4 separate regions of the Mus musculus genome follow, and regions 2, 3 and 4 are each linked to region 1. A link is a contact called in public Hi-C and HiCAR-type data. All regions are on one chromosome and are shown on one strand. The core of a region is the stretch at or near the end of the contact, and the rest is flanking DNA. Distances in the headings are between cores, read along the strand shown.

Region 1 (6,333 bases), core at 1,211-3,710:
CATTGCTTCTTGGTGTGGCGGCTGCTAACTTCTAAGGGCAAACCTGCAAAGACAGGGTGCCAATGCGAGGAGACCCGACAGTCTAATGTCCTGGCTGTGAGATGCTTGGAGGAGATATTCACCACACACTGTTTAAACCTCAAGATAGCTATCACTATTCCTGGGGGTTCACTGCAGTACCCCAAGGTGTATGGCGCACAGTTTGAGAACCATATGCCTACGAACCATAATAGGCATGACCTCGAAGCTTCACGGCCTCCTAAGAGTGCCCTTGGCAGCTCCCTTCCTTCTCTCTCCCTGGTGCATGAATATGAACGGTGTGGTGCAGATACACATGGGTGTCTGGGCGCTCACACTCTTGCCTCGCTCTCTGCCAGCCCAGCGGGAAACTTGGTTATCCTGTGGCTAACCTTCTCATTCATCCTTTGAAGGTGAATTTGGAGCTAGACTTTCAACTTCAAAGTACTTGAAAAACTATCTGGCAGACCTGCCTCAGTGGGAGCTAGAACCTCTTGTTTAGTTCTGTTGGTCCCAGTCCCCTTATGTAATACCGTTTCTCCCCAACGATGGCTGTGAACTACCAGCTTTCACAGATAGCAGCCATGAGAATGCTTGTGGTATTTTTTTTCTCTTTCCAGTATGGTCGGACTCCTCTCCACCTTGCAGCCAACAACGGGATCCTAGATGTGGTCCGCTACCTCTGTTTGATGGGCGCCAATGTGGAGGCTCTAACCTCGGTGAGTACCAGGCAGGGGCAGGTGTCTGGCCTCAGAGAGCCATGGAAACTTCTTGTGCCTCAAGGGCACAGGGAGAAAGGTATTGCCTGGCAACTGCATTCTAAAGCAGACAGGCTGCTATTAAGCTCTAACCCTCTACTGCAGTTACATAAACATTTGCCCACACAGACCTAGTTTAATATCTAGTTAATGTTTCATCCTTTCTCATCTCGCCAGCCCCGCTCCGCCAGCGACCCGCTGGTTCACACTGGCCTTTTGTTTACCGTGTTACACAACAGTGCCTCTTAGCTTTCTATTCCACGTATGGATTTCTCTTTCATAAGTGCTTCCCGTTGGCCCCAGGGTACAAGAGGCCCAGTGCCCTGTGGGAGGAGCTGGATCCCCTGTGTGGTCTTGGGGGGTCATGAACAGCCTGGAGGCAAAGGGCTGGTGTCTACTGTTTAGAGTCCGCCTTTGCTGCTGGGATTGAAAATTATTTCTAAGTAAGACATAGTCCATTCCTCTGGCTTCTCATTTCAGGCTTAGCGCTGCCCTTCCCCCTTCCCCCACTCCTCAGAAGAAACCGTTTGCTTCATATTTCATAAAATAAACACCATAGATAAGAGTTTGGCCAACAAGGTGAAGTGGCAGTTCAGTTGTAGCCATGAACTATTGCTTGATATGTTGCTGGGCCTAAGGTGGGTTAATTACTTGTGTGTGTGTGTGGTCTTGACATTCGAAGATCTGAACTTTATCGACAGTCTTGAAGGAGAGCACATGGTGTTTGATGTTGCACCTTACCTAAGGCTCTGAGGTTCTTGGAGATCTTCAAAGTCTTAACCGAGCTGGCCCTTAGAGCTCCATCTAGCCTGCCATTTGTTTTGGTAAATGAAATTTCGCTGAGGCACAGCTATGCTCATCCATTTATATAGCATTGTCTTTGGCTATCCATGCTGCTGAGGCCCAGATGCCTGGCATGGTCCTCCAGAGTGTGTGTGTGTGTGTGTGTGTGTCCCTGTCTGTGTGTAGGTCTTTGCAGTACCGTTAACTCTCAAGATGTAACGGGCCTGTTCTGTGCAGTACTGGTCTCTGCAGGCACAGATATGAGCAGTGTGTGCAGGGAATGCACACATTTCTCAGGATGCTTATTTACCCCTGCCACACAGGACATTTTAGGCCTGAGGTGCCTTCATTAACCTTTACCCACAGGTTAGCTATCCTGCAGTAACACATCACATGCATTTTTATATTTATTATATATTATATATCTATTGTATAATATGTGTGTATATATATCAGATGATGCCTTGTGGGAAAATAAAAACCAGGGTGACTCTGAAGATGCTATCAGCTGTTGGATCCAGATGTGTGTGCAGTCTCTGGTCCCTTTGTGTTGCTCTGTGAGCCCATGCCCCTCCCACCCCCACCCCCCACTCTTTCCCGCAGTGGCTGTCTTCTCTGCTCCCGCCACACCCTGCTTATACTGCCTTCCCGTCTCCCACCTCTTTCAGCTTCTAGAGAGACTCATGAGTGTTTCCTGTCTGTGCTTAGCCTTGTCATTTACTCAGATAGATGCCCCACACAGAGAAACTTCTAGAAAATGAGAGAGGGGCACTGATCAAAGAGTCTTGACCATCAGTAGGCAGGGGGTGGAGCAAGAGTGATGTCAGATAAGGGTGGGGACTGGGAGGTGGGTGAAGCTGACTTCTCTGCTGCCTCAGCTGAGCAGTCAGGAAATGGGCGTGGCTCGTGCAGTCTGGCAGCTGAGTAGTCAGGAAGTGGGCGTGGCTCGTGAAAAGCATTAGGTTAGGAGGCCTGAGCTTGGTGACCACCCACTCTTGTACAGATTACAGGGATCATGCTAGAAGCAGAACTGAGAGGCTCCCATCAGTAAGCAAGCCTGGTAGGCATCTGGCCTCCTAGCAGGGGAAGCAAGCATCCTCCTCTTTCAGCAGTGATGACTTTTTGTGAGGAGTGGGATAACCGTGGACCGGGGACATCACTTAGAGACAAAGGCCAAAGCATGTCTGTCCTTCTGAATTTTCTAGCAGTCGCATTAAAGAAGCAGCAGACGAAACGGCTTTCAGCAATGCGTGTGAAATCTCATTTCAACAGGAGGAATTTGAGAATATTAATATTTCTCATATTCTCTTATCGGTACGGAGTTTTTAGTGCCTTGTACGTTCTGTACTGACAGCCGTCTTTTCAGAATCACATTTCAGACCCGTCCCTGCGGATGCTGCCCTGTGGGACAGCCAGCCAGAGCCGTAACTTTTTTCTGGCTTCTGAGATGACTGTACAGATAGCATGTGGCACCACAGCACCCCCTAGTGTCACCTTTATATTCTGAGCGCTCCTGGCTTCTCCTCTACCACCAACTCTGCAGAGACTCTAGTCACCTTTTAGGAGCTGCTTTTTTTATTCTGCACCTCTTCCTCAATGCCTTAAAGGCACCCCATGAAGCCATGAGACGGTTTGATGGGAACTCTTAGTTGGAGGTACAGTGTCTAGTAAGGAACTCAGTTCGGTCCAGAGCAAAGGAGAAGTTCTAGCTTGCCTGTTGGATCCATCTCAGGACTTTAGGATACATAATAAGAATGGGGTGGAACACACACCTGAGCCAGAGTTTCAGCCTGGAGAGAGCATTCATTCACAGCTTGGCAATTTTGTCCCCAGAAGACACGTGGACTTATCTGGAGACGTGGTTGATTTTTAAGCTGGAGGTTGAGGAATATCACCAGTGCCTTGGTAGACCACAGAGGTGTTATTCACATTGTATAAGGCTGATAATGGCTTTCCACAGCAGAGAATGACATAGTCCAGCAGGGCCAAGATTAAGATTTGCTGGTCCAGAGAGGCCCCATATGTATCTCAAGAGCAACTTGAGTGGAGGAACTGGGAGGTTGGCAGGTAGACAAGATGTCCCAACTCTTCATGGGATGACTTATTACAAATGCAGATAATGAGACCATAGACTTTTTTTCTTCTCTTAAAAAGGTGTCTTCATTTTTTTTGAAGATTGAATTTTAGGGCTGTATAATACTTTAGCTGAACAGTGGTATCTATCTCCCTTAGTGTAGAGGGGACATAGCCACAGCTCCTGTCCCCACAAGGGACTGTGATATCATGCAGTTCATGTGATCCGCTGCGAACTTGATCAGGCTTGGACCGGAACGTTCTCAGGAGATGTGCATGTTCATGGTATAGACATAAGAGTAGGTCCCTTCATATGAAACCACAGCTCCATGAAAAGTCTCTAATCAAACAGTAAATGTCACAGTGCTGTGGGCCCTTAGGTCTCTGCTTTGTGTTTTTTCAGCCACCTTAAATCAACCTGTGCTAGACTAAGCGTCCTTTGGAAGGTACAGTAGTTACCAGCCACGGTGTAGAGCGAGGACCAGGTTTGTATGTGTGAGAACTGAAAGAGTAGACTGCTGCCATAGAGACAGAAGTTCCATCGGGGATGGGATAGTCAGAGGAGAATGAGTAAGCTCTGAGTCTATGCACTCAGCATCTTTCTGTTGACACCTCAGGACACTACTGCATTTCTTGCTCTGTCATTTTTCCTTCCTGAGCCACCAAATAAAATAAGGTTTCCTTAGATGAGAAAACAGGCCAGGACTTAGAGTTTGTCCAACTTTCTTTTGACCCTGCTGTGCCTCCCATTTCTTCGCTGAACTAGCATGTTGAGGTCCCGTGCAGCTCTGTGACACTGATCATCTGTTTCCTACAGGATGGAAAGACGGCCGAGGACCTCGCCAAGGCAGAACAGCACGAGCATGTGGCAGGGCTCCTGGCAAGACTGCGGAAGGTGAGCCTTCACCGGAGGTCCTCAGATTGTTCTTATGTGAGAAGTTCTTGGTGTTTTCCTTACTAGAAGGAGACATTGGACGTAGGTTTAGGAAGATCATCTTTCCTTGTCCTGTCAGTTGGCACACACACATAAATGTCTAAGGGGTTTCTTCTACAGTTGTTGTAAAGACAAATTTTCGGGCTGGAGGGATGGGCTCAGTGGTTACGTGCAATGGTTGCTCTTGCAGAGAACCAGGGTTCAATTCCTAGCACCTACACGGTAGCTCATTTGTAAGCCCTGTATTTACAAGATACCCAGCACCCCCTGCTGGCCTCTTCGAGCACCAGGCATGCAGGCCATGCATGGACAGACACACAAACTAGTTTGATGCTCTTCCCACCGCTGTGCTGGTTTTGTTTACCCAGCCCTCTCTGTGCCACCACCCCCACAGCGGATGGGGAAGAACACTAGTGGTGTCCCTTCTCCTATTTTGTTTTGAGTTTTCAGGTATCAGTTAATCTCCTGTTTATCAAATCACAGCACTGTAGAGTTTATAAAAACAGAAAAATAAGTAAACACAGGTGAACGATTTACAACCCACATGATATATCAAGAGACTAAAAAAAAAAACCCAAACCATTTTGGCTAAGGTATCTATCTGTTTGTTAACACACAAAGATGTTCACTGAAGTTCTATTTAAAATGTAGTAGCAAAAGTTAGACAGTCGGGTTACCAATATTTATGTGTAGGGAGTTGTCATAGAAAACGGGTATTGTTTGGCTTTTAGAAATACTTACAAAGAGATAGTAAGTACATGAGTTTCTAGGCTGAAGCAGAAGGATACATTTTAACCCTTACCCTGGATCTGGGGATGTAGCTCAGTTGGTAGAGAGCGAGCTTATGGAGTATTCAGGGAGACTTGACTTACATTCGTAGCATGGAGAGGTGCTGCTTGCTGGTTTTTTCCCTGTGGCTTGCTCAGCCTGCTTTCTTATAAAACCCCAGACTACCTGCTCAGGGGCAGCATAGAGGGCTGGACTCTCCCAAATGGATGGAGAAAATGCCTCACATGTCAGTTTAATGGAGGCAATTCCTCAATCGAGGGTCCCTCTTCTGAGGTGACTATAATTTATATAAAGTTAACAAGAACTAATAAGCCTAGGTAGCCTGGATGCCCCATAAAACTCTTGCTGGATGAACTGGCCCATTGCTCATCAGCTCTGTGCCTTAGCATCTGCATCCGACCCATGGGACGAGGTGCCAGCTCAGAGAATGGTAATGAGCCCCGAAAGACGTCTTGAGAACAGCACCTGTACACACTGAGCACCGAGTGGCTTCCTTTGTGCTTGGCACAGCACCCTGAAGAGCATTTTTAGAATGGACCATTGCAAATGCGGTGGGGGCCCTGAACTTCTGTGACTGGCACTGACATTTTACATCCCCAGGGTTCACAGGGGAGGATGTTCCTACCAGAACACCAATCCTCAAAGAGATTGAGAGGAGTTAGTGCAAATCCCATATCACGAGATCTCTACATCCTTGGTCTTTCTGTGGGCACGGGGACTTTGTGGTGTTTATTTCCAGCCAGCCAGCCTGGGGACATCTCAGTGAGCCTGCGCTGAGCCACCCTGCCTAGTCACAGATCACAGTGTGCTGAGCTGGGGCTTCTGTTCCATCAGGCAGGATTTTATAAATGTCTTGTTCAACAGGACACACTTACCTTCATTGTCGTCCACGTGACTCTAGGCCTCAGCCTTCTGGTGGGAGGCAGAGCTCTGCTGATCCATTCTTTCCTTCAGATCTCTCAGATTTAAAAAAACTAA
Region 2 (6,333 bases), core at 2,274-4,773, 230 kb before region 1:
AGAAGCAGGGTTAAAGAAACAGATGTCATGGGAATAATGTTGGTTTTTCTGGTCTGTCATTTGCTTTTAGCTCAGTCCAATGTGGGGGAAGGAGTCAATCTGTGTTGTTTTAGTTAAAGCAGGAGAAAACGTTACTGCATCTCACTACTGTTCACAATGGCTAAGTTTCAGAATCTCCCTCCATGTCTATCAGGAGGAATGACGGGATGGAAACGGATTTAAAAAAAAATGTTAGACATGCACACAACGTGTATCTATTCAGCCATAAAGAAGAGTATTCATGCTATTTTCAGGATGTTATCCAGATGCATTGTATACCTCTATAAAATTCTCAAAGGATAAATAAAATGATATTTTAGAAATGAAAATGTTCTTATGAAACCCACTATTATATGTAATGAATACATACATGCCAATTAAAAATAATAATAAAATAACATGTGGGTCGTGCTGCCTTCCAGTCCATTTCCAGGTTGAGCTTCTGTGACTGAATAACCCCACTCCCCAACCCCTGTCACCATGAAGGTTCTCAAAGCATAAGAAATAGTCAGAGACAAGGCCATGCATTTCAGAAGGTATAACCAACCTCATTTAATGCCACGGGAGATGGGTAGGTTGGATCTGTGAAGACTGTAAAGTACTGAAAACAAGATGCCTTTCTCACAAGATAGGTTGTCATTTTTGGCCACATCCTTGAGTGCTTGTTGCCAATGATTCAGCCGAAGCAAAGATTTTTACTCGAAAAACAACTTACTCGTCAACGCTGCATCTAAATCCTTATCTCTATGGCTCTGTTGGAACAGAACTGCAGGATGGCTTACTGAAGTAGACCAGCAATTGTTCTGAAGCAGATATCATTCAAGACAAGTAAAAATGAATGGGGAACATAGAAGATGGATGAGATCATCAAAGTCATAAAGGGAAGGTTCAGAAACTTGTTAAGAATGTAAGTATAATGGTTTAATGATGAAGTACCTTTTAATGGGTAAAATTAAGAATCCATTCCACACTTGATCTTAGCCAAAAGGTGGAGAAGCGATAAGAACCCATTCTAAACGAACTGAAATGCAGACAGAATTTGCAGCTATGGAGACATATGTTTCTTTAGTGGTCAAAGATCAAGAGAATGAGGAGTCAAAACTCTTAAAGCTACTAGGTCTTCAAAAGGTTTTCAAATGTTTAAAGATTGAAGAACACTTAAAGCACTTGGGAGGCAGAGGCAGGTGGATTTCTGAGTTCGAGGCTAGCCTGATCTACAGAGTGAGTTCCAGGACAGCCAGGGCTACACAGAGAAACCCTGTTTCGAAAACTCCAAAAAAAAGCTAATAAGAACTAGTTTTTAAAAAAAAAAATCCTGCAGCTGGAGAGATGGCTGAGTGGCTAAGAACACTTGCTGCTCTTGCAGAAGACCAGGGTTCAGTTTCCCACACCAGGATAGCAGCTTGTAAACATTTGTTATGCACACGGTGCACATATGTACAGTTGTGCACATAAAAATAAAATTAAATGTTTTTAAGTAGTCTTTTTGTCCATTTTTTATTGGATATTTTATTTATTTACATTTCAAATGTTATCCCCTTTTCTGGTTTCCCTTCCTCAAACCCCCTATCCCACCTCCCCTCCCTCTGCTTCTATGAGGGTGCTCCCCTTCCCATCCACCCACGCACTCTCATCTCTCTTCCATGGCATCCCCTACACTGAGGTACCAGCCTTCACAGGACCAAGGGCCTCTCCTCCCATTGATTAGATAAGGCCTCCCTCTGCTACAGGTGCAGCTGGAGCCATGGGTTCCTCCATGCATACTCTTTGGTTGGTGGTTTAGTCACTGGGAGCTCTGGGGGGGGGGGGTCTGGTTGGTTGACACTGTTGTTCTTCTTATGGGGTTTCAAACACCTTCAGCTCCTTTAGTCCTTTCCCTAACTCCTCCATTGGGGTCCCCTTGCTCAGTCCAATCGTTGGTTTTGGGCATCAACATCTGTATTTGTCAAGCTCTGGCAGAGCCTCTCAGGAAAGAGCTATATCAGGCTCCTGTTAGCAAGCACTTCCTGGTATCAGCAATAGTTACTAGGTTTGGTGTCTGTATATGGATGGATCCCCTGGTGGGACAGTCTCTGGATGACCTTTCCTTCAGCCTCTGCTCCACACTTTGCCCCTGTATTTCCTTTAGACAGGAACAATTCTGGGTTAAAAATTTGGAGATGAGTGGATGGCCCCATCCCCTAACCAGGGGCCTTGCCTAACCTCTAGATATGGTCTCTACAGTTTCTCACTCCACTTTGCTGGGCATTAAATAATCTTGATAGAGACATTCATCAAAATTCACAGAGTAAGCAAATGCTGGAGGCCTGTTTTCTCTTCTGAACATTCCCTTCCCACCACCAAAACTCAGGACTCTCCTTCCCTCCCTTGCTTGCTTGCTAAGAATGTCATCTACGCTCTGGGGAGTTGAATGAAGTGTCAAGGATTTGGGCAAAGGAGGACAGTGGAGGCAGACATTCTATATCTATCACACCATAAAGACATCTGTAAAGCTATCCAGTGTTCTATGTGGCCACTAATCTCAGAAGCACGAGTTTGTGCGCATTAGTCTAGGAGACTCTCCAGGAGCCTGAGATAAGTAGTCTTCATCATTTGTCTTCATCATTTCTCTCTGGCTTTCTCCTTTGCCCTCTGAGTTCCCCCACTGCCCCCTCAGACTGTCTCGTGATGGATCTCCTGTCTGCGTCCTCTCCTCTGCTCTGCCAGCCTGTTCAAACTCAAACCCCAATATTTCTCTTTACTCTTTGCCTTTGTATCCTTTGCACGAAAATCCCACACAAACAAGATGCTCAGACAGGTCCCAGAAGCACTGATGGATTCCATCTGGGCTGAGGGCATAGGGCGAGCCTGTTCGGCTTCCCAGATGATTCTAATTCATAGTGAGCTTAAAAAACTTGAAAGCCCTTAATTAGGGCAAGTTATTTATTTAAAAAAAAAGAAAAGAAATATTTGGCTAATATTTCATATTATTTCACAATCGTGACCAAGTCAGTATTACACAATCATCCACAAACTGCAGAGGTTAGGCAAGTCCTTGGAAACCAGTCTGAACCTAAGCCTGAAACAGATTTTAAGAGAACCATAAAAATATCACACAACACAGTAAATAGCTACTAATTGTTGTGGGAACGGGCAGAGGAGCTCAGATATGTGAATGTCAATCCAATTCTGGTGGGACACTTGGAAATCCCCACTTTCTATCTTAGACTTTTAATTGTCTTGGGCTTTCTTGTTTTGGTTTCGTTTGTTCGTTTGTTTGTTTGTTTCTGAAGACCAGGCTCCATAGGATTTCCATGTGAAGGATCCGAATCTAACCGATTGCAACTGGTGACCAATAAGACAAGATCAATTAAGCCCTGATATAGCTGTTAAGGAAAAGTGCTCACCCCAAATCTGAACCGTGCTGTTCCGTTTCCGACGAGGTGCAGGCTCTGCCAGGAGGCACGAAGGCTTACCCAGCTTCCTGCCCAGCTGCCTTGAGAGCTCCCTAGAAGGCAGGGTCTCAGGAGATGCTGAGCTTTCTATTGGGTGAAGGATTTAAGTGCACTTCATTGCAAACCATAATGGGTCACTGGGCCATGAGATCATTACTCCAGTAATCTCATAATTAGAATAGATACCTCAATAATAGACAAATATATAGAAAGAAACAATTTACAAAGGAAAGACAGCAGTGTTTGGCCTATGACCAATGGGTGGAACACGAGCTCTAGAATCAGATGCAAATCTTGGCTCAGCCTTCTGCCAGCTGTATGCCCTTCATCGAGTTGCCAGCCCTCTCAGCTCTTTGACGATCACATGATCAAGGGAAGGCTATGATAAAACGTCTCTTGCGTGGCCTTTACAAAAACTTGAATCAGAAAATATTGATTAAAGATCTTAGTAAATGATATCTACATCAGACTCTCTCCATTTAATTCCGTGGACGCATCTCTTCTGTGACAACATAGAAACCACCCGAAGAGGCGATGAGACAGACATGCAAAAAACAAAACAAAACAAACAAACAAACAAGCAAAGAAAAGAAAAGAAATAAGGGGTGAAAGGCACAGGTGGTCACAGAACCGTGTGTAACAGCTAGCTTTTAGAATTGTTTCCAAGACATCTCTCCAGCTGGTTGATACGGTGTGTGTGTGTGTGTGTGTGTGTGTGTATGTGTGTGTTCCAAGGCTCCCCACAGATACCAAAATTTGAGATCATTAACATGCCTCCTAGGATGGTGAAGAATCCTCATATGCCCTCCCCCCGACCCTGACTTTCCAGTGTACTCTCTAAGTTACCTTCAATACCAAATGCAACGTAAACTCTGTGCAAAAAAGTTGCCATACTGACGATTTGAGGAAATAATGATCAGAAACACCCCCCCCCCCCCCATGTGCTTAGCACCAATGCAGGCATACTAGGGCCCCATACACAGTCTATCCTTGCCTGGTAGAATCTGTCAATGAGGTACGATGAAAAGGGGCCTGGGAAAGAGGGAGCTAATCTGTTCCGCTTTCACTTAAAAAAAAAAAAAAAAGCATCCATTTAGGTGTATGTGTGTTTGTTTGCCTGTGAAGGTTTGTGTGGACCATAGAGTACAGTGCCTGGCAAGGTCAGATGACATTTGATCCCTCCAACTGAAGCTATGGATTGTTGTGAGCTGCTGTGTGGGTGCTAGGAACTGAATCTGGGTCCTCCTCGAGAACAGCGAGTGTTCCTGACAGCAGAGCCAGTTCTGCAGCCCCTAGTCCGCTCTTCTCAAACATCCTGTGCTGCTAGCACCTCCCTCCATGGCTTGGTGCTTCAAGAACAGCAGTTCTCAACCTGTGTGTCCCGACCCCTTTGGGGTTGAATGACCCTTTCACAAGTCACCGATGACCATCAGGAAACAGAGATGTTTACATTCTGTTTCAAACAGTAGCAAATTTATGGAGTAGCAATGAAAATAATTTTATGGTTGAGGGTGGTCACCACAGCATGAGGAACTATACAAAAGGGTCACAGCTTTAGGAAGGTTGAGAACCAGTGTTCTAAAAAGATGTTGCTGGTGTTCAGTTCTCCCTTTCCTCAGAACTCAGGAAGAAATAAAAAAATTAAAAAAAAAAACTTAAAATAGCTCTGATTTTATACAAGAATGGATTTAATGATACATAAAATTCACCATTTAAAATAAGAAAAGTGGTTTTGAACAAAAATCCCGATTCCTACTCACGAGGTAAAATATACATTATGTTAGAATAATAGCTTGACACAGGGTACAATGGGAGTTAATTACCATTTCTCCTTCCAGCCTTGGTCTCGCTTTTTCTCTTGCCCTTGCTATCTAGAAGGCTCCTCTCACACACACAAACCTCCCCCACATGTTTGCACACTGCCGAGTGATACCCACAACCCGACCCGGAGTCCAATAGTCATGTGGAGAACCGCACCAAGAGCGCACAAATCAGAATGTGTTTAAAAACTAAAGTAGAATGCCTACGAGCTGCCTATGACCCGACCCTTACTGGAGAGCTGCCCTATGAGGATGCGGGGTGATACGGGTCGTCTTGAAATATCGGCTCCCTAACCTGACCTTGGAGGCTGTTGATAAAGTCTCCTTCCGGGCTGTCTCAATGGTGACAGCCCCATCTCTCTTGTACATTGGTGTATTTTCCTATAGAAACCAGTGAGCTGAAAGGGAAAGTAACAGAACGATAAGAGGGAATTAAAGGGCTCTCTATAAGTTTCCAAAGCTCTGCCATCAGTTACAGCTTCCTTTGCCTATTCCTGTACCTGCTTCTGAGGAAGCCCAAACCCAGCAGCGTATAAGACTGCTATGATTTTGGTCAAGGAGGAAGGAAAGGGAGTGGGGAAGGGGAGATGGGAGAATAGCCAGCCCCCACTGAGAGTACTCATGCTGTGGCTGTCTCATGGAGCCTTCTAGCAGTGATACCAGCTGTGGTCTTGGATATTCAGCTGGGCTGCTGGCCAGGGCATCTACATGTGGGTCTCTGTGTGCTCTGGGCTTTCTTCGGGCAGGACAGCTCGGTTCCAACAGCACATCACCCCGTGCCGCCCTTGAGGATCAGTCTCTATAGTATCATCCTGACACTTCTACTTACTATAAAAGAGCAAGAAAAGTGGACTAGATTCCTGACCGGGCGTGTTACATAGCTTGCACCTCATGGCCACATCGTAGCTGGTCACCTTCCTGTCTTTTCTGAGATTGCTCACATCCTGACAATCACTAGCCCCAGTGTTCATCCTGCACATGCCACCAGTGCTATTCACACTGCATAGATCTTAATTTGAAGCTGGAGTTCACAGCCCTTC
Region 3 (6,333 bases), core at 1,416-3,915, 180 kb before region 1:
ATTTATTTATTTATTTATTTATTTATTTATTTATTTATTATATGTAAGCACACTGTAGCTGTCTTCAGACACTCCAGAAGAGGGCGTCAAATCTCTTGATGGATGGTTGTGAGCCACCATGTGGTTGCTGGAATTTGAACTCAGGACCTTCAGAAGAGCAGTCAGTCAGTGCTCTTAACAGCTGAGCCATCTCTCCAGCCTTGTATATCTAATCTGACTAATAGAGATTGGGATGGGAGGTACGGTCAAGGTTGTAAATCATCTACTCATTTGTGTGTGTGGGGGGGGGGGGGGGTAGGATCAAACCCTCCCCTCCAAACACACTAAATGTGTACTCCACCACTGAGCTCCAGCCCAGCCAGTCTTTGTTTTTGATATGAGAATGATGGGGACAAAATCTAAAACTCTGTATTAATTAGAAATATTTAGAATGTCTAGTTATCCCAAAACACTAGTAGGAACTTCTTCAAACTGAGCACTGTGATTCATCCTTGGACATTACAGTGGAGCCTGAGAATTCTCTTGCAACCGGGACTAGAACTCACAGACTTGGAAATTGGAACATGGAAGAGGAATGGACATGCTGTTTGATCCAGCTATGAAATTTAAGGAAGGTAAGAAGCAAGGCGATCCTCGGGACCTTAGGGATGGACACACAGCACACTTTCTGCACAGATCTGCCTGATGGTGTCTCTCCTTCCCCTTGGGATGACTCTGAGTGCCTGGCATTAGTCATGAACTCATCTCTGAAGTGGTCCTTGCATATTACCCATTTGGTCCATGCATCCACCACGCTGCTAACACCAGCAAAACAATAACAGCAAATGCTTCAAGGAGGTGCAGTGTAACCTCGCCCCCACCCCCTCCCCCCAGCCCGAAATCAGGCTGATCCGGCTTGACTGTTATCACCAGGAGATCATCGGGGGTGGAGCCTGCCACCCTATCGTTCTGCCACTCCCACTGCTGCTATCTGCCGCCTAAATGTTCCAGAGTAGTCACGTGGTCACCTGCAGCTGGACTCCGAAGATGATTTGGCAGGAATGGGCCCCTCCCCCTTCTTTATAACCCCATGTTTCCGAATATTAAAATTAAGCTTTGATCAGAATCTTGTCCTAGCTCCATCCTTTCTCCCGCCGCCTAGATTCCCTCTTTTCTTCCAGATTCCAAGATGCCTTCCAGGCTTGAACCCACATGTGAGCCGCTGGCCGGCCTCAACAGTGCAGGAAACCTCAACGCTGTACAAATAACTGTGGGTAACTAAAGTGTGCCAAGAGCAGGAGAAATAGTCTTTCCCAGGGAAGAGCACACCAACTAGTTATCCAGTACCAAACGGTCAGTACTGAAAAACTCCATAAAAGTAACATTATACAGACCAAGCAGGATGTACTTAGGAATACATATATACATATACTCACATGCACATAACAATTAATGAAAAAGTGGCCATGAATTTGAAAGACAGAAAGGAGGGAAGATTTATATTGAAGGGGTTAGAGACAGGAAAGGGAAATGATGTAATTATATTATAATCTGAAAAAAATAATAAAAGTATAATTTCAAGGAGGGCCAGGGTTGTAGCTTGGTTAATAGGGTGAGAGCCTAGCATGTGGGATGCCCTGGGTTAGAACCCCACATGCAATAATGCCAATACTCAGGAGGTGGAAACAGGAGGATGAGCCATTCAGCATCATCCTTGGCTACATCAGACAGACAGATGGACAGACAGAAGGAAGGAAGGATGGAAGGAAGGAAGGAAGGAAGGAAGGAAGGAAGGAAGGAAGGAAGGAAGGAAGGAAGGAAGGGAGGAAGGAAAGAAAGAAAGAAAGAAGGAAGAAAGGAAGGCAGGAAGAAGAAAGGAAGGAAGGAGGGAGGAAGAAGGAAGGAAGGAAGGAAGGAAGGAAGGAAGGAAGGAAGGAAGGAAGGAAGGAAAAAAGAGAGGGAGGGAGGGAAGGAAGGAAGAAAAGAGAGAGAAATAGGAAGAGGGCAGGAGGGGGAGGAATGGAAAGGGAAGGAGCCCAAATCTAACCTTCTTAATATCATTGCTATAAAGGAAAGCTATCTCATGGAGAGGCCACTATTTATTTTTTTGGACAAGGTCTCACATAGTCCAGGCTAGTCTAGAACTCACTAAATGTTGAAGGTGACCTTGAACCTCTGATTGTCCCACTTCTACCTCCCAAGTGCTAGGATTAAAGGTGTGTGCCCTGGGGCCAATGTTTAAAGTGGGATTCTGAAAGTAGTACTGGAATTTAGTAAATAATTATTGTAGGTGATTCTGTACCAAAGTCCTTCAGTTCCTGCTTCTCACAGGAGGAGAACACCTGTCTGATGTCATCTTTTAAAAATAAAAATTTTCAAACCACTGCAAAAATGGGGAGTGGGAGACATAACTGACCTTAAGCTCATTCTTGCAATTCAGTTTTCAAACCTTGAGGTAGAACTGAATCTCCTCAGAGTAGGATTGCTTATGAGAACTTTTGTCTATATACAGAATTTGGAGAACTGGTTTAACAAGAATTTTCACTTAAAAAGTCTACACTGGTAATAGCTTGCTCTGCAAAGATGATGCTGTTGGGTGAGGGAGCATTCTGGTTCCCAGGCAACAAGCAGAACCAGCCACCATGGAGAGGTTCACCCTGGGGGCTGTGAGTTCTGTATCCACCTTGCCTCTGTGACCTTGAGCCTTTCTTTGCTTCTGCTCCCATGGCTCCTTGCTCTGTTAAATGTAGCCAATGAGTGCAGCCTTGTTTTCAGAAAGCTCTTCCTAAAAGCTACCTGCCAATAAAATGCATAATTAAAGCATGAGGTGGAAAATTATTTAGCAATTAAATAATTGCCTACCCATTAATATACATGTGTGGTCTTGGCTTTTCCTGAATTAATAATGAAGAATTCTTCAATCAGAGTCTTTGAGAATATAAATTAGGGACAAATTTATGTTCTATATTAAGGTTGAAAAAATGCAAATCTCAAGGGATTCCAGGTCTGAGAGCTACGAATTTATATGAAGATTTATATAACTTTGCATATAATTGTTCTTTTGCCCATGGTTATTTCAGATTAAATTAGTCTAATTTAGGTATATCCTGAAAGCTACTTAGTGTCTCCTTAGGAAGATGGCCAGGGAGTCCCTTAGTTTCACATACCAATCCTGCATGACCAGTTAATGTCATCAGCCTCATTGGCAACAATGAAAAGCTAACTAATCAATTAAGAGAGAGGCTGAGCACCAGCAAACATCAGGAACCCCCTCCCTTGTTTCCCTTGCTACTTGCTACATCGGCATTCAGTTTTTGTCTGATTTTTGTTTTTTGAGACAAGGTCTTAGATAGCCAAGGCTGATCATGAACTCCTGGTCCCCTGCCCCAGCTTCTCACAAGGTCCAATCACAGGCATGGTCTACCACATCCAGCTAATCAACACTTATGTTGATGGAGACCTGAAGAGCTTATAAGTATTTTTTTTTTTTTAAATCTCAACTCAACCTTTTACTTGGAAATCAGAATAAGACACAGTTTTATTTATTTTTATCTACTTTTCTCTCTAAAACATTGATCTGGGATGTTTCCAAAAAATGTTTTCCCCTTCACTAGTCCTAATATCACCTCTGCTAAGAAAGCCTTGTTTTAAATAGGAAAGGAAAGAGGCAAATGCCATCTGCTGTTCATGGAGGTCCCGTTTAGTTATCTAAATATACTTCCTAGCAGTCATTGGCTGTAGCTGCCAGCGGCCACGGGTTCCTGGGTTCCTGAAAGGAAAGCTGGGGATAGATGGGAAGAACAGCGAGAGAAATAGCAAGCCAAGACAAAGTTCTCTGATCAGGGCTCAACTTTAATTCTAGGGTCTGATTTTTAAAGGGGGGAAACCCATCCCCCACTATGTCAGGACCTCGTTGGTGACTTTGTCAGGATCTCTTCAGGAAAGCAAGCTCAGCTGCTCAGAAAATAGCTTCTTGCAGGAAGCTGCAGATGTGGCAGACAAAAGACTTTACCTAGGTCGGAAGACTCCACACTAGGTGAGCTAGCAACCTTGGCAAACAAGGTCTGAGCCAGTCTGCTCAAGGCTGGGGGAGGGCACAATTGGCAACAGGTTGTCACTGTCCAGGGTGTTAGTCATACGGACTCTGGGAGGATCGAGTTGAAAAGTGAAGTCAGTATTTGTTTCATCCTCCAGATGGAACAAGTCTTCCTGTGGCAAATGGATTCCTCTTGGTTATTTTGCTATGCTTTTCCTGAAAGGAAGATGAACAAAGGTCCTTGAAGGTATTTACCAAGGAAGTCAGACAGGAAAAAGTTCTAAGACCACACCAATGAGTATGGACAAAGAGTCATCTGTAGTCCAAATATCCCAATGTTGAGGAGTCAGCCACACTGTCCCTCAGGATCCAGGCATCTGCCTTTGTTTAACCTCAAGTGTCATGGAGAGTGTCTGGAAAGATGCATGCGTGCAGCCTGCAAGGGAAAGCAGGTACTCTTGAGAGGGTCATTTGTGTCTCAGGAAGAGGGATCCAAGCTGACCCAGAAAACCTCTGTGTCAGTTTCTCTACCCCAAGTCCTAGATGCTCAGGTGCAGATCTTTTGAAAAACTGATTTCCCAAACAATAGATCCCTAGCAGCAACCTAAAATTGGCTGAATAACAACTAAACTGTCAACCTTGTTGTGCAGCAAGGATACACTTAGTTACGGTTTACCCAAAAAGATACATGGGATGCTGTTGTGTTCTATGCTTGGATGACCTCATGGTGTTTGTCTTTCTCTCTTACTCTGCTTAAGACTGTCCCAGCCTCTTCACCATCAACTAGTATGGAAATCCCACCCTAACTGTACGCGTTACTTTTCTATTGCTGTGATAAAACACCTTGACCAAAAGTAATGAATGAAGAAAGATTATCCTGGCTCACGGTTCCAAGAGTGACAGCCCATCAGGGGTCAGGGGCATGGCAACCAGCAGCAAGCACAGCAACCTGAGCAGGAAACTGAGAGACCACATCTCCAGCCTCAAGCACAAAGGAGAGAGAGAGAGAGAGAGAGAGAGAGAGAGAGAGAGAGAGAGAGAGAGAGAACAGGAAGTTCTTTAAGTTCTCAAAGCCCACGCTCAGTGACATACTTCCCCCCAGCAAGGCCTTACCTCCTAAAACTACCCAACAGCATAGCCAACTGGGAACCAAGGGTTCGCATACTAGAACCTATGGGGGTGGGGGAAGACAAGTCTCATTGTAACACCGCAGTGGGAGGTAAGCGGGTCCTAAGGCTCCAGGGGCATAGACACAACCAGGTCCCTTTGAAGGAAACACATGAGAACATGCTATCGGCCCTTTCTTTTTCCTATCGGGTGTGGAAGGAAGGAAAATCTGTGTTGGTTGTTACTTCAGTCTTCCATGTATCCCACCTGGAAAGAGTTGCCACAATTGAGGGATGGCCTTTGTCGCAGGGTTCTCAACCTTCCTAACACTGCAACCTTTGAATACAGTTCCTCATGTTGTAGTGATCTCCTCCCCCACCATAAAATTATTTGCTGTTGCTTCATAACCACAATTTTGCTACTGTTATGAATTGTAATGTAAATATTTGATATGTGGGATATCTGATACATAACCCCTGTCAAAGGGCTGTTCAATCCCCAAAGGGGCTGTGACCCATGGCTTGAGAATCACTGCCCTATTAGCTTGGTCTTGAGCATGTCTGTGGGCATTTATTTTGGTCTGGGGGTGGGGGTGGGAGCAGTGGCGGTGGGTTGTATAAAAAAGCAGGTTGAGTGAGCCAGTAAGCAGCAGCTCCTGTCTGCAGTTCCTGCCTGGAGTTCCTGCCCTGACTTCCTTGGAATACAAACTATAAGCTGTGAGGTAAAATAAGCCCTTTACACCCCAAGTTGCTTTTGGTCATTCCTCTCTCCACGGTGTGTTACCTGAAGAAGGACCCCCCTCTCTTCTCTCCAAGATGTGTCAGGTGTTTCCCAAGTGCTTCGTCTTGCATTTCCCCTGTCACCATTGTCCCCAAACACCCTTCACCTAAGTGGAAACTTTATTTTCTTATGCAGTTTGAGTGCGATATAATTGCACCCATAAAATTTTGAAAAGTGAATGAAAAAATTTGAAAAGCCACAAGAAATGTGTGCTGTAGATTGCACCCAGTTTGTCTCGCAGAAGCCAAGTGGTGATGTGAGACTTGACTGCAGCTAGGTGATTGGACATTTAGTGATTCCTAATGAGGGCCAGGAGGTGCACAGTCTGGAAGGTGCATGGGATTCTGGCTCCCTCCTGTCTGTCTCTCCTTCTTCACATGAGCGCTATGGGCAGCAGTGCTCTGCATGAGCCCCACCCCAAGCCAAGAGCA
Region 4 (6,333 bases), core at 1,864-4,363, 160 kb before region 1:
CTCTAAGGTGGGTGGATCCAGCCAAGCCTTATGGCTGCTCAGCCTTAGGGATTATACTAGGGGGAAGGAATTCTGGGAAGGAAGAGGAATAGTAGCTCATTAAAGGAATAAATATTCCGCCCATCTGTTTAGCATTGCTTGCGGTGAGTCTGCCTTCCTAGGGATGGATGTCCTACCTTCTTGAGTGTTTCTTTGGTCAGCAAGTGACTTGCCCCACCTAGAATGCTCTATCCAGGTCAGAGGTTCTCTTTCTTCAGCAGTTGCTTTTCCTTACCTGAATAACTATGCACATAGAAATACAGGGAAACAAGCGCAGCCCTGTCTGCAAGCAGAGAGAAAAATCGTTTGTGCATTAGAAATTAGAGAGGGAGATGGAGAGATGGCTTAACAGTTAAGAGCACTGACTGTTCTTCCAGCAGAGGTCCTGAGTTCAGTTCCCAGCAGCTATGATAGTGGCTCATAACCATCTGTAACAGGATCTGATTCCTTCTTCTGGTGTGAGTAAAGACAGGGCAGTCATATATATATAATAAATTAATTAATAATAATTAATAATACTAATAAATTAAGATGCTGAGGTCAACATGACTTGAGTTGAAAAAATTGACCACTTTACAATTCAGTGATAACATAAACTGTGTCCATTTCTTAAATTGTTTTGAGATTTTTTTTGTTTTTTGGGGGGTTTTTTTGAGATGGGGTTTCTCCGTGTAGCTCTGGCTGTCCTGGAACTCACTCTGTAGACCATGCTGGCCTTGAACTCAGAAATTTGCCTGCCTCTGCCTCCCAAGTGCTGGGATTAAAGATGTGTGCCACTGAGATTTTTTTTACAATATTTTTTTTCTATTGTTTGTCTGCAAGTCTCTGTGTGGGTATATGTACATGTGTGCAGGTACCCACAGAGGCCAGAGGTTATCCAATATCCTGGAGCTGGAGTTACAGGCAGTTGTAAAATGTCCATAGTTCGGGGTTCTCTGCAAGGGCAGTTTGTGTTCTTAGCCACTGAGCCATCTCTCCATTCCCTGAGACAGTTTTTGAGCCAGAATTTCCTCTTGCAGGGACTTGCCTTAGACTTTAAGACAAAATGAAAATAATTACGAGGCATATGTGAATACAAAAGTGGTTATGCAAAGATAGTCTTTTTAGTTCTCTTCTCACACAAATAAATAGAAGCAACTTCAAAGGCCTTCACCAGGGAGCAATTATATAAATGAGGGAATGTGGCTGGTCAATCCACTAAAAGTGACCATGGGGATCCACGTTTCTTTCTTTCTTTCTTTCTTTCTTTCTTTCTTTCTTTCTTTCTTTCTTTCTTTCTTTCTTTCTTTCTCTTTCTTTCTTTCTTTCTTCCTTCCTTCCTTCCTTCCTTCCTTTCTTTCTTTTTAATTAATCATTTTACTCATTTACATTTCAAATGATATCCCCTTCCTGGTTAGCCCTCCTCCCATCCTCCCTCTCTCCTCTTCCCTTTGCCTCCATACGGGTGCTCCTCCTCTCACTCACACACTCCCACCTCACCGCCCTACCATCCCTCTATGCTGAAGCATCAAGCTTCCACAGGACCAAGGGCCTCCCCTCCCACTGATGCCATCCTCTGCTACATATGTCTCTGGAGCCATGGATCTCTCCAAGTATAGCAATAGGTTGGTGGTTTAGTCCCTGGGAGCTCTGGGTGGTCAGGTTAGTTAATGGTGTTGTTCTTCCTATGGGGTTGCAATCCCCATTAGCTCCTTCAGTCCTTCCCCTAGCTCTTCCATTGGGCTCCCCAGGCTCAGTCCGATGGTTGCCTATGAGTATCTGCATCTGTATTGGTCAGGCTCTGGTAGAACCTCTCAGGGAACAGCTATACCAGGCTCCTATCAGCAAGGGCTTCTTGGTATCCACAATAGGGGAGGGGTGTCTGAAGATGGGATGAATGCCTAGGTTGGGCAGTCTCTTTACATGCATAGATTTCCTATTGACATGGAAAAGCGTGCACCTAACCTGCAGGAACCAAACCTGATGGTGTGATTTCTATGGATGTAACAGGGGAGTAAATGTGAATGGGTGCTCATATCCCACCAGGGGACCGAGGCCGTGGCTGCTACTGGGAGAGAATGCTTGTGAGTGACTGCTGTTTTATAAGTTCTATGTTTTGGACTGGAGAGATGGCTCAGAGGTTAAGAGCACTGGGCTCTTCCAATGGTTCTGAATTCAATTCCCAGCAATATGGTGGGTCATAACCATTTATAATGGGACCTGGCACTCTCTTCTGGCATGCAGGCATACATGCAGGCATAATGCTGTATGCATAATAAAGAAATAAGCCTTTAAAAAAATAAATGATTAAATTCTGTTTTACCAATATTTAGAACCAGAAAGCTGACATCAGGAAAACAATAGAGACATTCCCACTTTTTAAAACATGACAAATTTTCCTGGTGTAGGTTCTAATATGTAAATGTAACAAGTCCTTTGAATGCAGACAAAACTAAAAGGAAACAGTGTTAACTGAGCCTTAACCTGGCACCTGTCCCCTTCACACACACACACACACACACACACACCCAGCAACCCCTGGAGAATATGTTGCCAATCAGTAAATTTGTAACTTCCCTGGATTTAACCCCGTCCTCTTACAGGAAAGGGAATTGGGGCAGGGAGCTTCCTGACCAAATCGTTTTATTTCCCTACTTGATCCACAAACTGGTTTTTCCTTCCAGCAAATTAAGGTGACTATTTTGGACAACCAATGATCTTTTTGGCTTTTGTAGGGCGAGACAAACCTTGAAGAGAACACACAGTGGAACATGATTCAGACCGTGTGTGGCATTGACACTTGAAATTACAGTCCTGTGCTGGTGCTTGTCAAGGGTTTGGATCTAATTACAAGGTTTTCCCCAAACAACACCCCTCTGCAAGTCACGTGTATGTCTGAAATTTTCCTTACAATGACAGCCAGCCAGAAATGTTCCGTGTTAAAACCCAATCCACATTTGTTTACGTACTCTTGTGCAAGATTTCTAAGAATCTAGGAATCAGAAACTTCGTTGGAACTTCACGGGATTGGTCTGAATCATGTTCCACCCCAGCATGCTCCTCTTCTCAGATTTTTCTCTTCTCCATCGAGCCAAGTTTGCCCTTGCTGGTCCCAGACACCAGAGGAGGGCCCAAGCTCTTCAGGGCGCTGACCTCTGAAGAAAACATCACTCATTGGGTCACATTCAGTCACTTGTGCCAGCATCAAGGCCAGGCAATGGAGACCCAACATCTCTTCCTCTCTTTCTACCACAAAAAAAAAGGCTTGATGGAAATCTCAGGTGATTCACCTCTCACCTCCAGCCTACCAGACAGGATTAGTCAAGCCTGCAACTTGGGAAAGGCTTAAGCAAGGATCGTGGCTACGTGCAGTATCTCTTATAACAACAAAGCCGAGATTTGTGGAAAGTCAGAGTTCATAGGGCTAGCAGACGTCTGACCTTTGCTGTAGAAGGTTCTACCATTTCAGGTCAAGTTTCTAGGAGGCACGTGTTAGAGTACTTATATGGTGTGTGTGTGAATCCCTACTTCCTAGCAATGCACATGTCCATGCACACACGCACACACATACACATAAGAGAGAACATATGAACATGACTCTGAAAGCTAAAGAAGTCACAGAGAGCCAGTAGTGGGCTGAGAGTTAGATCACAGATACCAGTGGGACCACCAGGCCTTATACAGCTCAGTAGTTCCCTAAGCAGCTAAACTCCCAGAGTTGAATTCCCCAAGGCAGGTGTGGCAAAGGGTAGTTAGCTTTCTGAGTTAGCACCCTGAACCCCTGCCCAACAATCACTAAAATGCTAAAACCCCTACCCTCTATCATCCACAAATAGTGAGGAATTTCTTTGTTTTGTGTCTGCCTTTGGCCCTCCTAGCTTTCTGACTTGGAAGAATTATGTAAAACAGGCTAAGGTTGTGGCTCTGTGGTAGACAGTTGCCTATCAGGCACTAGATGCCCAGGGTTTCACGCACAGCACCAAAATAAAACAAAACCCGAAAGAGAAGGAAGCACAACATACCCAGGACTGGATATTCTCCTTCCTGTCGGGATTTGTTGGTTCTGTAAGAGCAGACCAAAGCTCTGTTTAGGTGAAATTTGAAGTTAGCAACACTTTCAGCTTTATTTATTTATTTATTTATTTATTTATTTATTTATCATCTACCTATTTATCTATTTATTCTTTCCTTTTCAAAAAAGATTTATTTATTTATTTATTTTATGTATGTGAGTACACTGTCATTCTCTTCAGATGTAGAAGAGGGCATCGGATCCCATTAGAGATGGTTGTGAGCCACCATGTCATTGCTGGGAACTCAGGACCTCTGGAAGAGCAGTAAGTGCTCTTAACCACTGAGCCATCTCTCCAGCGCCCCCACTTTCAGCTTTATTTATTTTATTATTTATTTATTTATTTATTTATTTATTTATTTATTTTTGGTTTTTCCAGACAGGGTTTCTCTGTGTAGCCCTGGCTGTCCTTGAACTCACTTTGTAGACTAGGCTGGCCTTAAACTCAGAAATCTACCTGCCTCTTCCTCCCGAGTGCTGGGACTAAAGGTGTGCGCCACCATGCCCGGCTTACTTTATTTTATTTGAATGTGAATATTTTCTGTGACTCCTTGAGTTCCACAAAAACATGAAACACTTTTCTGAGCAACTTCAGCATCAAGTCCTGAGGCCATTTTGACCGTATGCAATTAGCCCCCACGTTAGTATATTCAGAACACCATGGGTCATGAGAGATTATCTACAAAGAAACACAAAATTTATCCCCTTCCAACTGGACCACTCCATAGAAAATACAACTAGTCTAAGGGAAGATCAATGTTTACTGCCTCGCTGTTGTTTGATATTTAATTTAAATTCATCAGGTTTATTCACCTGAATACCTATTGCTATCTAAAGTATGGTTGTTTTTACCGTGATTGACAGCCCACATCCAGGAAGAAGCATCCTTGCATACAAATACTGGGTCTCTAATATGAGGCCCGCCTGACCCGAGGCCAGGAAGGAGAATGGTCTGCCAAGGTATTCATATGCCAGCCCTGAACAGCCTGCTCTAGCTGTGTCTGCTTCCTGAGTGTGGTCCCCATGAAGATGTCAGAATGTCCATCCAGGAGGCAAAGATCAACTGGAGACCACTCAATAGAAGTTCAAACACTTAGGAAAAGCTTTGCCCCAAAGCCAAAGCTGGTGAAATGAGCCAATTCAAACCAGATTAGATCATATTAAATGCAGGTTTATTGGTAGGCTGCTCTCTGGTGGGTGAGTTTGCTGACCCTAAGAATGGAGGTCAGCATGGGAAGGGAAAGAGAGAGGAGAGGGGGAAGAGAGAGAAAAAAGTGTGTGTGCAGAGAGAGAAGGAAAGAAAGTGAAAGAAAGAGGGGAGAGGGAGAGATGGAGAGAGGGATAGGGATGTGTGTGGGGGATGGGACCAAAATGTCCGGATTATATTAGAGGAGGAAGGGCAGCCTCTGGGCTGGAAAGTTCAGGGTTGGGGGCAGGGTACAGGTAGGTCTGAGGGATGTTAGGAGAACACGATGGCCAGGTCTGCTTTGATACATAAAATGTGTACCTCAGTCCCTTGTCTCAGAGTCAGATACCAAAGAGTAAAGTCCAAACAAAACAAAAAAGCAGATTTTAGCTTAATTGAGTTTTGCTTTATTATCTTGCCTTTCAAAGGGCAGGCTAGATGGCTCACTGGGTGAAGGTGCTTAGTGCCAATCCTGGAAACACAATTCTGTCCTAGGACCCACAGGGTAGAATGAGGGATAGAACCGGCTTTTATGTAATTTCAGGCCCCTCCTCCTGGGCCTCTCAGGGCTGGGATTGTAGGTGTGCGCTGCAAGGCCATTCCTGTGGTGGCGAATTTTAGCTCAGATCATTTGGCAAACAACAAACACACACTATTTGATCTACCCAAAAACAGACACTCTAAAAGGAGCTTGCTGCCATGGGCCCCCTCCTCTGGCACTCATCAATGATGGGCAACTGAGAGGGGAGCTAGAGTCAGCAGTACACAGAGTCACACTTGCCAAAGCTATCATCTCTTTAGCCTGTATTCATTAGACACTGTGATATTTCACCATAACATTTTGGGCATGTCTGCTTTTCATTTTTCAATTTAATTTTATTTTGGATTTTTCACATAGGGTCTTGCCATGTAGCTCTGACTGGCCTGGAACTCACCATAGACTTAACTTGTGTTGAACTCAGAGAGATCCACCTGCCTCTGCTTCCTGAGTGCTGTGATTAAAGGCATGCAACACCATATCTGGCCCAAAATGTACTTCAATATTCATACACATACT

What was found. A called contact is a pair of places that touch in the nucleus more often than the background predicts. HiCAR-type assays count read pairs that join an accessible place to other places.
Region 2: a Hi-C map of bone marrow-derived macrophages shows a contact between it and region 1, with 34 read pairs. The contact joins the promoter of A530001N23Rik here to the enhancer-like site in region 1. A contact is called at or near these places in 6 of 484 Hi-C or Micro-C datasets (bone marrow-derived macrophages, cerebral cortex, embryonic fibroblasts and 3 more) and 8 of 115 datasets of contacts at active chromatin or transcription factors (bone marrow-derived macrophages, embryonic basal ganglia, embryonic stem cells and 5 more).
Region 3: a HiCAR-type map of kidney shows a contact between it and region 1, with 3 times the contacts expected there. The contact joins two enhancer-like sites. A contact is called at or near these places in 8 of 484 Hi-C or Micro-C datasets (the N1E-115 cell line, bone marrow-derived macrophages and embryonic stem cells), 4 of 115 datasets of contacts at active chromatin or transcription factors (embryonic stem cells, extraembryonic endoderm stem cells, kidney and 1 more) and 1 of 9 other capture datasets (embryonic stem cells).
Region 4: a contact with region 1 is called in a HiCAR-type map of kidney, with 3 times the contacts expected there. The contact joins two enhancer-like sites. A contact is called at or near these places in 3 of 484 Hi-C or Micro-C datasets (bone marrow-derived macrophages and liver), 7 of 115 datasets of contacts at active chromatin or transcription factors (T-cell acute lymphoblastic leukemia, embryonic basal ganglia, embryonic limb bud and 4 more) and 1 of 9 other capture datasets (embryonic stem cells).

The regions. Positions count from the first base shown.
Region 1 is chr13:60,735,606-60,741,938 of GRCm38.p6, forward strand. It overlaps Dapk1 (death associated protein kinase 1), which reads left to right. Exons shown (of 26, transcript NM_029653.3): 18 at 639-737; 19 at 4,450-4,527. Among named protein-coding and RNA genes, the nearest start is that of BC051665, 48 kb to the right of the region's middle. Within about 2 kb of position 2,461, at least 245 of the 459 cell types and tissues checked have an H3K27ac peak or open chromatin away from gene starts, as enhancers often do. A contact at or near this core is called in bone marrow-derived macrophages, cerebral cortex, heart atrium and 4 more, where this site is marked.
Region 2 is chr13:60,505,317-60,511,649 of GRCm38.p6, forward strand. A530001N23Rik (a long non-coding RNA gene) reads right to left here and starts at 3,524. Exons shown (of 6, transcript XR_873556.3): 1 at 3,426-3,524.
Region 3 is chr13:60,554,501-60,560,833 of GRCm38.p6, forward strand. No RefSeq gene overlaps it. Among named protein-coding and RNA genes, the nearest start is that of Dapk1, 44 kb to the right of the region's middle. Within about 2 kb of position 2,666, at least 7 of the 459 cell types and tissues checked have an H3K27ac peak or open chromatin away from gene starts, as enhancers often do. A contact at or near this core is called in kidney, where this site is marked.
Region 4 is chr13:60,571,183-60,577,515 of GRCm38.p6, forward strand. No RefSeq gene overlaps it. Among named protein-coding and RNA genes, the nearest start is that of Dapk1, 28 kb to the right of the region's middle. Within about 2 kb of position 3,114, at least 13 of the 459 cell types and tissues checked have an H3K27ac peak or open chromatin away from gene starts, as enhancers often do. A contact at or near this core is called in kidney and liver, where this site is marked.